Linked DNA regions of Macaca mulatta: regions 2 and 3 are each linked to region 1. The links are chromatin contacts, called in public Hi-C maps. All regions are on one chromosome and are shown on one strand. Each heading gives the region's core, a stretch centred on a gene start, on an enhancer-like site or on the middle of the called end of the contact. The rest is flanking DNA. Distances are from core to core; before and after follow the strand shown.

Region 1 (4,105 bases), core at 1,092-3,591:
AACTTGAACCAAAACAAAGTTGCATGATTCATCAGTAGGGAACGTTCTAACAAATAAAGCCAACTTTCTTCCTTCTAACACTGCTTAACAGTTAGTCACAAACAAGGGCTGCCTTGGGCAGGCTGACTAAATCAACAGATTCCCTTCTCTAACCTGTCTAGACAGTTGTTAATATGCAACCGATTCCACACCAGTGGGCTGACAGTGTGAAATGAGGGCTATTTCAGAAAATGAAATTCAGGCAACATTTTGGTTTAATTAGCATTGGAAATAAAAGGAAGAAAAAGATCCAGATACACTCTCGTTAAGGATAAGGATGCATCGAATAAAGACTTTATGCTAAAAATATGTGAACTGTGTATGTGTTCACAGAGAGGCAGTCAAGCATCTGCCAGCGTCCTTGGACAGGAATGCATGTGTGGACACACTGACACCAGAGGCCAATACCTGGAGGAAAACTCACAGCCTCTGACCAGAAGAGAACTAGTAACAATGGTACAGTTAGAGGATCCGCTTTGCCACTCAGCTCCTTATACCAAAAGCCAAGCCTCTTTTGCTAAAGCAGCGACTGTTACATCTCAGCCTCAAGCTGGCAAATCCTGCTTTGGATCCCGGCAGAAGAAATTCAGCCGTTCATTAGCCTTAACAAGCTGCTGTCACTAAGCGGAGAAGTTACATGAGCAGCCACACACCGAGTCTCTCACAGCCCTCCCCTCAAGGGCAAGCGGGTTTCTCCAGGACGGACTGTACAAGTTCACACTTCCTATGTGCAAATCCGGACTGTCTTCTTGGACTTTCCATGGTGCACACTGTAGAATTTTTAAATACCCGTGTCCCCCTGCCCCCACCCACCATCTTTCCTGCAGAATGTCCCCTCAGCAGCTCCTAATCGCTGCTGAAAAAAAACCACTGTTTCCGCAGCAGAGCCAGCACTTTCCACTGACCAGCACTTTCTTTATTCCACTTCACAAAGCCCAGTGAACTTGTCACCAGCCCCGCTTCATCCTCCCTGGGACGGCTAGCCAACTTGGCATCGGTGCCCTTCAGCATCCTAGGAGTTTCTTAACTAGTCCTCTAAGACAAAGTCAGAGGCATGGAAGCACACATCAGTCTTTGTCTGAGGTTGTGCTGCCTAACTAGAGAAGGACCCTAAACAAAAAAGAGAAACAAGGACACGCATAGAGGCATCACACTGGGAAAACCTACAATGCATTGTCAGCCTCAGCTACATCTTCCCGTCCTCCTTGAGTATCTTTTGTCACTGGGCTCTTTTCTCTTTTGCCTACCTTCTAGTCTCAAAATCAAGCTCCTATTCTTTATTGACACTCGCTAATTACTGAAAAACACTCCGCTTTGCTCCTGCCCACCCTCCCCCCGCCCCCCATCCGATGGTCGTAAGCACCAGTTGAAATAGATGAACCTGATTTCAGGTTCCAAGTGGGTAGAGCTCATGCATGCGAGAACGTGGGCCCTGTCAGCAATCGCTCCTAACACCCCAAACCACCTTCCCACCCGGCTCCTCCGAACCCCAGAAGTTCGGCAGGTCTCTGATAGGGGACAGCAAACCCGACAACGTGTGCGCAGGGATGTGTGTTGGCGACTGAAACGCAGGCAGCTCGGACCGGCTGCTCAGCTCGGCACACTACGAGGTTAGGGGTGGGTGGAGAGGTAAGCGCAGATGACTGTTTCAGAAAACATTTTCAACAACAGACAGCCAAAAAGGAAGGGAAAAAAATCAAACAAACAAACAAAAATTTCGACCCAGAGCCCACACCAACGCAGCCCCTGCGTCTCCGCCGTCACCACACGATTTACACAAGTAATTTAAATCATTCACCTGCTGCCAGGTCTCCTCCAGGGATGGCAAAGCTGAGAAGTAGCCGGTGTCGTGGACAAGTTGTAGCTCCTGGAATATACTATAACTAGCCAACACGTCCATGCTGCTGCTGCCGGGCAAAACGGGAGGCAAAACCCTCCCCCGAACACAGTTGGGGCTGTTTGTTTGTCAGTCTGTCTGGCTCACCCCCCAAGAAGGCAGACATCCAGTGGCCCTTTTGTTTTGTTTTGTTTCAGTCAACTAAAAAGGAAAAAAAAAAAAAAATCAATGCAGCAGAGGGAGAGAGGAGGTGAGAGAGGAGCGAGTGAGTGGGGTGGATGGAGAGAGGCATCCAGCGTGTACAGTGCAGACGACTGCCAGGAAAAGGGGACTTCTCCACGGGAGTAACAATTCCCTTCCAGGGCTCTAATCACTCCAGCTCGTGGATCAGGAAGGGGGATGCAAACTCACTGACACGAAGCTGCCATCTATTTCTGCAGCGCTGTTCGCTCCTAATGCAATCTTTGCTCTTTATTTTGGGAGGTTGCATTTTTTTCTCTCGCGATCGCTTCTCTCCCCCCCTTCCCTTCCCTCCCCACCCCCCACTCCATCCTTGCTAGTTTGTAGTCTTCCCCCTCCCTTTTCTCCTCCTCCTGCTCTTCCCCCTCCCCAAACTCCCTCCCTCCGCCCGGTTCTCCGCGCAGCCGTGGGATCTCGGAGGAGGGCGTCCATTAGGCCGCGTGTGACCATGTAAGGTAAACAGGGGGCTCATGAAGTCACTGAGGACCAATGGGGAGCCCGGAGCGGGGCCTGGGGCGGGGCTTGGCCCTGGCGGCGGGCGCGGATTGGCGCGCTGCGGATCTCCCTGCTGCCTTACAAGGCGGTGCGAGGCGAGCTATTTTTAGAGGGCTATATAAGGGGGCTGAGGCGGCCGCCGGGCGGCCGGGGAGCGTGAGCGCAAGGGATGGGGAGGGTCGCAGCGACACTCGCGCCAGCTCCCGGGACGCCAGGGCGGATGGGCTCGGGTTGGTCGCCGGCCTCCGACCCTCGACTAGGTGCCTGGCGGAGCCCGGTGCGTCCGGAGCCCGCGCCCCTCAGAGGGGTCGCGCGTCGCCGCGGCGGCGCTGAGGCTGGCGGTCGGGAGGTGAAAGTCCGGATTGCGGGGTCAGGACGCCTCCTGGAGGGGGCGCGGCGCAGGGGGCCGCGGGAAAGCCGCCGAGGGCGCGGAGCGGGAAAGGAGGACACTGGCCACCTCGCCTCCGCGTGGGCACGGGGCAAGGGGGACCCACGCGTGGCGGTGCCGGGGAGGTCCTCACGTACTCAAAAACAAGCAGAAAAGGCATCCAGGGCCCGTTCCCGAACTCCCCACAGACTGGCAGGGTGCAGAGAAGCGCCTGAGGAGGAAGTGCCACACAATGGGCGAGAACAAAGGGGAGCGGAGCGAGACTGCGGCCTGCGCCCGCCCCCTGCTTGCGCACAGTCCCCGCCCCGCCCCGCGGGCGCCGCCGCCGCCGCCGCCCTCCCGCGCCACCTTCTGACCCCGAGCGGGAGACCCGGTCTGGAGTCCGGCGGCTAGAGGTGGTTGCGAGGAGCCTGTTGCTCGAGTGTGCGAGGAAGAGGCTAGAGGGAGCCTAGGTAGATGTGGGAGGCAGGCTGGAGCTGGCAGCTTGCAAGGGGGCCTTTACGTGAGGCTCCCCATGGGGTCTCCAGCGAGTTGTCTGCAGAGCTGTGATGGTGAGAGGAGGAACTCGATTTCTCGTTTTCTGGAGTTGGGATGTGGACATATAGAGATCTGTTATATCTGAGATGAAAACCCTGCACAGTACACGTTAGGGTTGGCCAATTGTTTGCTTGACCTTAAATGGTTAGTGTGGTTTAAGCTTCCCCAAAATGCACTGTGAGCTGAGCTTCCACTTTTGGAATGATTGCAGAATTCGGTGCTTAAGAGATGAGAAACCGTTCTACCAGTAATGGAAGAAACACTTCACCTAATCACCCTCCTTGTCTTTCCCTCCCTTTGACTATGTAGGACTCGATAACAGAATATTTGAAAGATTCTACTCTATGAAACAAGCACAGATTGAAATTCAGTATTTGCCGAGGAACATTAAACAGGAGTTACTGGGATTGAGGAAAGCCTGATTTATTTACTTGTTAGTGTCTGGAATTATGTTGGCCAGATTCATAGCATTCATTGTATGAGTATAATTGGTACATTTACTCCAATGTAGATGCAGACGCATCTGCAATTAGATGTGCAAGGACGCTGCCAGCTAACTAGCTGCATGA
Region 2 (4,105 bases), core at 1,026-3,525, 340 kb before region 1:
GACTCCTTTTTTTTTTTTTTTTTTTTTTTTAAGACAGAGTTTCAGTCTTGTTTCTCAGGCTGGAGTGCAATGGTCATGATCTCAGCTCACTGCAACCTCCGTCTCCCAGGTTCAAGAGATTCTCCTGCCTCAGCCTCCCGAGTAGCTGGGATTACAGGCATGCACCACCATGCCTGGCTAATTTTGTATTTTTAGTGGAGACGGGGTTTCTCCATGTTGGTCAGGGTGGTCTTGAACTCCTGACCTCAGGTGATCCACCCGCCTCGGCCTCCCAAAGTGTTGGGATTACAGGCAGGAGACTCCTCATTTTTTATGCACATACTGTCCAGTTGGGCCTGACCCACTTTTTAGATTCCTTGGTCATTATTCTCCATCTTTGTGCTCTAGCTACTCGGAGGTCTTCCCCAGCATTCAGATTTCATCTTTCGGAGCCTTTTCACATGCTTTGTACTCTGAGGAATCCCTGCCACCTCTTCTCCACCTGGAAAGATTCTCCTATATGAGTGTAGATTGAACAGCACTTTCCTAAGTTCTCTCTCCTCACCTGTTCCTGCCCCATTTGTGGTTAGTCTTTGCCATTTCTGTGTTCCCATGACCCTTAGATGCAGTGAGGGATAGAAAGAAGGGCTGTATCTTCCCCCAGTAAACTGGGGAACTCTTCAGGAGTAAATATGTGTCTGATTCTTCCCTTTCTTTACTGAAGCAGTGTATAGTTGGCTCTCAGTAAATGCTGAGTGAACGAATGACAGAGTGTATGAATAAACAGAGTCCTCAGAAGCCAAGCAGAGTTTTCATCTTTTAATCCTTCTTCACCATGTTTATCCGATTATGTTGCATATCATAATTTATGTCCATCAAAGGTTTGGGCCATACTTACATCCTCTTTGAAGGCTATTGTTCAAGGGCAGGAAAACAACTAATGTTCCTTTGACCTCAGGAAGTTGCTGTGAAACAGGACAGAAAATGTACCCCCTAACCAAAAATAAGAGTTGAAGAAAAAAAAAAAAAAGAACAAGCCAATAGACTTGCTTGTCTCCACAAAATGCTCCCTGGACTCGTTAAGAATCTGGATAGACCCTTGTCTGAGAGATGTGCTTTGGGTGCAGTCATTTTCTGTGTTACTGTTTTGCAAACAAATAGGTCTCCCAAATGAGAAACTGACCAGAGGCAATAATTTAGATCTTTATATAATAGGATTTAATTCTGACATTTTTGTACTTACCTTTATTTCCAACCCTGAGATACCCAATCCGTGAATTAGCACCTTTCCTCTTGATACTAGATTCTGAAAATAAAGAATCTTCGTTTTTTGGAGATTATTAGTATTGAATATCTAAAATAAAAATTGAGAAGAATTGATAGCAGTATTTTAAAAGGACATGTTTTATTCAAACATACCATCTCACGTGATTCTTATAACAGGCTTATGAAATGGACTGGGGAAAAATTTAAGTTCCTGTTTTATAGATGAGGAAGCTAAAACTCACAAATGACTTGCTCAAAGTCGGAGAGCTAGGAAATTGGCAATGATCAGACATGAACCATTTATGATTATATGAATAACCTCATCTCTCAATTACACATATTTAGACATGCATATGTAGTATAGCACAATAGTTTTGGCTACCTTAGCCAGTCTCTGAACTACCCAAGCAAACAATTCATCCTGGGACTAACTGCCTAGTTACTCAAGCTGTTTCTCTGGGTCATTTTCATGCTCATGAGCATCTAGGAGAGAAAATGGGACTGAGAAAGGAAAACAACAAAGATTGACCATTTGTTTGATTGAAGTTTTGATGCAAAATGTCAACTGATATTACTTAGAAGGAGAAACAGATTGTGAAATTACAAGGGTTTTTTTTTTTTTTTTTTAAACTAGGACTATCCCCTTTCTCCATTCTCAGAAAGATTCAAGGGCAGATGATGGTAAATAATATAGTAATTTCATTTATTTGACTACCTGGATTCTCTTCAGAAACAGTGATCCAATGTGTTAAGAACTCAGTTATTAATAAAAACAATGGAAAATTTAAAAGACAGTAAATTGGGTGTTTCCTGGTAAGTCTGCTCTTGTTAGAATAATGAAATTTGAAGGTTTAAAACATAGCTTGTTTTGAAGTGATGCATGAGTTCCCAAAAACCTTGTTTAACATATTGCTGGAATAATGCATATGAGATGGTTAAAAATGGAAGTAGAAAAAAATTCCCCAACACCCTTAGAGGAATTTGCAATTCATAAAGTTACTGCCAATTTTGCATTATAGTTGCTATGGTAACCATGCTAGGCTTCTGCTCAAATGTTTCTCAGAAGGGGAAGGAATAGTATATAATAAGCTCTTCAAGTGTAATTTTTTTTTTATTGTAGTTGAATTAGTGTGTAATTCTTATGTGAGCATTTTAGTAATCCATAAACATGCACTCCAGTTATGATTCTGATTTTTTATCTCAGTATGTTTAAGCAATGTGTGAAAAATTGCTGGCTACTATCAATGCCTGGCAATTAATTTTAAAAATAATAACAAAAAGCATTAGCAACAGTAATTAATGATAAGAGCAAAAACAAAAATGCATTTCAAACCTGACTCTAGTAAATTTCCCAGACCAAAGCATTGGCTTGCTTATTGATTCAAAGTGCTTTCAGCCAAGCTTTTAGCCTGCATTCACGAGTCACCCCTTGGCCCCTCTATGTTTTTCCTCAGAAGAATCCTATATATTGAATAAGTGAAGTATCAAGCAGAGCCAGTTGGACCAATTAGACTAAAATAAAACTTTCATTTGGCCATTTCGATAGGGAGCTATTTTTAAATGGTAATTGGATTTTTCTTTTTTTCCTTCAGCTTCTAGGGAGTGAGTCTAACAGCTGAGGTGGAGCAGTACATATCTGGACATGGAGCAAGGGTTGTTCAGGGTTTGACGTCTCATGGGTTAATTTTGAGTGGAGAAGAAGAGAAATGGGCTTTGGAGTCCAACAAGCCTGGACTTATACTCTAGCTTTGCATTTTACTAACTGAGGTCTTGGGCAAGTCATTTACCATCTGGGGCCTCAGTGTCTTCATTTGGATAAACCAGATGCTTATGCCTTTCTCGCAGTGTTTGTAAGAATTAGAGCTAATTGGACATGAACCGTGTAGCTCCAATTTTGGCACAGTGTATAAGTTTCCTATTGTTGTAACAAATTTAGTGGCTTACAACAACACATAGTAATTGACTCATAGTGCTGGAGGTCAGAAATAAAAAATGGGTCTAACTGGGCTAAAATCAAGGTGTGGGCAGGGCTGTCTTCCTTTCTGCTATCTCTAAGAAAATCAGGTTTTTAACCTTTTTTAGCTGCTGGAGGCTGCCTGCAGTCCTCAGCTTATGGCCCCTTCCACTGTCTTCAAGGCTGGCAGCGTCCAGTGGAGTGTATTTCTATCCCTTCACTCTGCTACTGACTTTTCTGCCTCCCTCTTCCACTTTTAAGGATTCTTGTGGTTACATTGTGCCTACTCTGATCATTGAGGATAATCTCCCTATTTTAAAGTCAGTTTAGCAGCCTTAATTCCACCTGTAATCTTATGGGTCTTTTGCCTCTCCATATAAACTTTAAAATTAGTTTGTTACTAGCTACAAAATGACTTGATGGGATTTTTATTGGGATTATGCTGAATCTATAGATCAATTTGGAAAGGATTGACATCTTGTTAATATTGAGTCTTCCTATCCATGAATATAGAATATCTGTCCATTTATTTAATTCTTCTTTGATATCTTTATCAAAGGTTTATAGTTTTCCTTATATAGATGTTATACAAAATTTTTTGGATTTATGCCTAAGTATTTGATTTTGGAGATTCTAATGTAAATGATAACGTGCTTTTAATGTCAAATTCCATTTGTTCGTTGCTGGTATATAAGAGAGTGATTGGCTTTTATTAACCTTGTCCTGCAACCTTACTATAATAGTTTATTAGTACTAGGATTTTTTATGTTGATTCTTCCAGATTTTCTACATAGACAATCATGTCGTCTGCCAATGAAAATGGTTTTATTTCTTCCTTCCCAATTGGCATATTTTCTTTTCTTGTCTCAGTGCATTATGTAGGACAAATGTACAAAGTTGAAAAGC
Region 3 (4,105 bases), core at 959-3,458, 310 kb after region 1:
CATACATAATGGCATCGGTGATGGAGTATAAATACATAGATCACAGGAAGGGTTTTGTTGTTGTTGCTATTGTTTTTCTTTTCTTTTCTTTTGTAAATTAACTTTATAAGCATCCTGCAGCATTTTCATATTGTAAACTGCTGTTTCCTAGTTCATAGACCCATAGAACCCCAGAGCCAGGCTTAGAGCATGTCCAGTCTGTTTCTCTGATTCTACAGCTGTGATAACTGAGGCCCAGAAAGGTGAATGACTGCCCAAGCCAAACATCTCATCCATCTCGGTATTGGATCTCAAGTTTCTGCCTCCAGACCGCCTGTCCTGCAGGACCTTTTGGCTTTGCTGTCCTTATTTCTCTTCTTCTGATCCCTCATCTGCTCATTCCTTTGCTGATCATTAGAATGGGAAGAGGGATAAGGGGCAGCTAGCTGCCTAAGGTGAGGCAGACGCTTGACCTCTATCACAAACCCTGATCTCATCCTTCAGGTCTTCTTTGCAGTTTGTAAGGGAGAGGAAAACGAGGAGAGAGTGGAAACGAAGAAAGTATCCAAGAGGAAGAGATAAGGAAAAAAGGGCGTGGGGAGAGGTTTTTGTGTCTACCTGCTCAAAGACCAGGAGAAGTGAATAAACGCCTCCCCCACAGCTCTCCTGCCCTCCTCCCACAACTATGAAACTAAAGTCTTAACGAGAATTGATCCAGCAAACAAATAGATCTAAAGGGGTAATAGGACTGATATGGATGCATCATGGGAAATAAGGAGTCATAGAAAATTATGAATGAAAAATAAGCATAATCAATATATGATTAGAGATGCAAGAGGAGTGGGTAATGATTCCAAGGCACTGAGTCCTTTGTTTCACATCATGATGCTCATAACAGGAACCTATATGCTCTAGATTGGGCCATGCAATTATGACCAACATGCTAGCTCCCTATGCTGACTGGCTGGACTGAATTAATTACTATTATTATTATTATTATTATATCTTAAGGAGACAAAGTCTGGCTCTATTGCCCAGGCTGGAGTGCAGATCTGGTGTGATCTCAGCTCACTGCAACCTCCACCTGCCAGGTTCAAGCCAACCTCCCACCTCAGCCTCCCGAGTAGTTGGGAATACAGGCGTGCACCACCGTGCCCAGCTAATTTTTGTATTTTTTGTAGAGACAGGGTTTCGCCATGTTGCCCAGGCTGGTCTCGAACTCGTGGGCTCAAGAGATCTGCTCACTTCAGCCTCCCAAAGTGCTGAGATTACAGGCGTGAGCCACCATGCCCGGCCTGAATTAGTTACTTCTTCAGCTTCCTCGTCTTCTAGCTAAAAACCAAGATCACACCTTCAAATGCTATGATTTCACATTTACATTCTGCTCTTTTTCTTTCTGTCACGTGATCCTATCTTTAAATTTGGGAAGGATGGGGAGAGAAGGCTGTTGAAAGATGTTGCATGAACATTCATCATATAAGCCCATGAACCTGAGAGAGAATTCAGCAAGAAAAGTGAGACCAACAGGTTTGTGTGGAGCCTTCCCGTGTGGGCCATGCTGGGTTGGCCCAAGCCATACAAATGGCCTACCCGTTTTCCCTTCTTCTGTGTGGCCACGCTTTCCTTTGGTGCAGACGACACCTGGCTAGTGTCCAGTCTAGGATCCCAAATGCTAACTAGGTTTCCTCCTTCATGAACTGGTAGGTTTTAGTTAATGATTCACCCCTTCACACACTCAGTTCTGGCCCAGGACTGACTCAAGGCTTCCCAAGTCCCTGCTAGCAAATAATAGAATTCTTTGGAAATAAGTTCTTTTAAGAAAGTCTATCCTTTGCACTGCAATCTGAAACGTAGCAATTCAGCCTCTCCAGCCATCTTCATCTGTGTGTTTCTTGCATGCAGAATTAAACTGGAAGGTCAGAGCCATTGTCTGCCTCTAGATCCGATTTCTTGCTTCGTAGTCTGGCGGAGAAGTGCTTTATTCTGGTATATTTACATTAGTCCTACTAACACATTTCCAAGTTCTCTAGCTGCCATGTTACGTGAACCAGGTCAAGTCTGGGAGGGAGAGGTTTGCTTTTCCTTCCTGTGACCTCAGGACTGATTTAATTAAACATATCCTCCAGCCCCGATTTATAGTCTGAAAAGTGTTCTCGCAGAGGCCCTTCGATGTGCTCTGCTTTTCAATTAGCTGAAATGCAATAAGTTAAATCGAAACACCATTCTGAGTGTCTGCTGCCACCCTGAGAGCAGTTGCAACAAGCGCATTCGTCTCTGAGCATTTAACTGCAAAGGGTTTAGATAAATGAGTGGTGGTTTCCTTTGGTAACTTAGCACGGTTCTGTAAGACAGAGGAGAGGATCGCTGAGCTCCTCCCTGAGCTCCTGGGGGCTGCCAAGCCATCTCCCTGGATGCCCACTGTGAGGAGGAAATAACCTTTTAAATCTTATTTTATAAACACAAATTCTTTTTCTTTAAGATTAAAAATAAGAAAATCCATTTAACACATGGGGTAGGGGGGCTGACAAAGTGAAAGGGAAAAAGGAAAAAGGATGTCACAGTGGAACTATCCTAAGCCTGTCCCTGGTGGCTTTTTGTTCTACCATCAGGCGTCAGATGTCCTCCCCAGTTTGACAATCCTGACCCCCCAAACTGCCACCTAGAAATGAATGAAACCAAATTTCCCATAGGAAATGCTCTCTGCTAGTCTCTCAAAGGCTGCAGCCTCAAAATGAAATCTGACAAAAGAAACAAATTAGATTAAACTGCAGCGCTAAGGGCTTTGGATTGCTCGATAAAAGAATCTACAGAGAGTTTAGGACTGAGCACGATCATCTTCTGCAACTTGGAGAAAAAATCTGAAGTCTTCCTTCCTACAGCTGTTCTTGCTGGCCATGGTGCAGTTTTTTATCATCATCTGAAGGCAATAAACAGATGGTGGGAGATGGAAGGGTTCACGAGGGACCACAACCCGCGTGCCCACAGAAGCCAGGCAAGTAACATATGTGGACAAAACTGATCAGTGAGGATTTTTATGTGAGCTCTCCAGATTTTTAAATGTTGACAACTCATTCAATTAAAAAAAAAAAAAAAAAGAGTCCACCACTGTTACCGCAATGTTTACTGAGCACTTTCTACGTGCCAGGCACCTTATGAAATCCATTATAAAGCGCTTCCTCACAACAGCACATTGAGAGGCAGATGCTCTTATTACCTTCAGTTCATCGATGGGGAAAAGCAAATCTCGAAGTGGCAGAAGCAGTCCCTGCCCACAGCTGGGGCCCCGTTTCTATTCACTACCCTAGACTGCTTAACAGTTCTGTAGATGGCCGGGCGTGGTGGCTCACGCCTGTAATCCCAGCACTTCCGGAGGCCGAGGCGGGCAGATCACGAGGTCAAGAGATGGAGACCATCCTGGCCAACATGGTGAAACTTCGTCTCTACTAAAAATACAAAAATTAACTGGGCGTGGTGGCGCGCGCCTGTATTCCCAGCTACTCGGGAGGCTGAGGCAGGAGAATCGCTGGAACCCGGGAGGCGGAGGTTGCAGTGAGCCGAGATCGTGACACTGCACTCCAGCCTGGGGACAGAGCAAGACTCGGGGAAAAATAAATAAATAAATAAATAAATAAATTCCGTAAAGAAATTGGAGCTCACTGGGATTCAGACTAATAATAGTCGGGTGATTTTTTTTTTTTTTTTCCCCAAAATAAATGAACTACAGAAACGGAGTGTAGAACGTGAAGGAGACATGCTGGAAAAGACAGAGAAATACAAGAAAGAAATATGTGCCATTGTTCCACGATAATTAGCCTTTCTAATGGCTGCGTAGACCAAGAGATTGGAGCTTTCATTTTTAAAACTGTGAATCTAAGCATCAATGATGCTGTTTCTATAATCATTCCTTGTGTTTGAAACCAAATGGTGAAAGAACCTCAAGAAAATGTCTGAGGTTCAAATGCAGTGGCCATTCTGTGTTTGTGTAGACAATGCTGCCCTCTCGTGGTCAATTTTTGAATGGAATTATTTTGTGTTTAAAATCAGAACATTTTTATGTTCTCTATTTTCCCGAAGTAGTCTGTAGAATGTCACATCCATTTGCATTGCATATGTGATAATAAGTACA

The links. A called contact is a pair of places that touch in the nucleus more often than the background predicts.
Region 2: a contact with region 1 is called in a Hi-C map of fetal cortical plate, with 2.6 times the contacts expected there. The contact joins the enhancer-like site here to the promoter of KLF7 in region 1. A contact is called at or near these places in 4 of 14 Hi-C or Micro-C datasets (CD4 T cells, fetal cortex germinal zone, fetal cortical plate and 1 more).
Region 3: a Hi-C map of fetal cortex germinal zone shows a contact between it and region 1, with 7 times the contacts expected there. The contact joins the enhancer-like site here to the promoter of KLF7 in region 1. A contact is called at or near these places in 4 of 14 Hi-C or Micro-C datasets (blood, fetal cortex germinal zone, fetal cortical plate and 1 more).

The regions. Positions count from the first base shown.
Region 1 is chr12:112,421,917-112,426,021 of T2T-MMU8v2.0, forward strand. It overlaps KLF7 (KLF transcription factor 7), which reads right to left and starts at 2,342. Exons shown (of 5, transcript XM_077957429.1): 1 at 2,288-2,342; 2 at 1,838-2,077. The coding sequence starts at 1,939. LOC114671401 (a long non-coding RNA gene) reads left to right here and starts at 2,181. Exons shown (of 3, transcript XR_003721394.2): 1 at 2,181-2,571.
Region 2 is chr12:112,077,431-112,081,535 of T2T-MMU8v2.0, forward strand. No RefSeq gene overlaps it. Among named protein-coding and RNA genes, the nearest start is that of FASTKD2, 40 kb to the left of the region's middle. Within about 2 kb of position 2,276, at least 7 of the 40 cell types and tissues checked have an H3K27ac peak or open chromatin away from gene starts, as enhancers often do. A contact at or near this core is called in fetal cortical plate, where this site is marked.
Region 3 is chr12:112,733,228-112,737,332 of T2T-MMU8v2.0, forward strand. No RefSeq gene overlaps it. Among named protein-coding and RNA genes, the nearest start is that of CREB1, 59 kb to the right of the region's middle. Within about 2 kb of position 2,209, at least 10 of the 40 cell types and tissues checked have an H3K27ac peak or open chromatin away from gene starts, as enhancers often do. A contact at or near this core is called in fetal cortex germinal zone and fetal cortical plate, where this site is marked.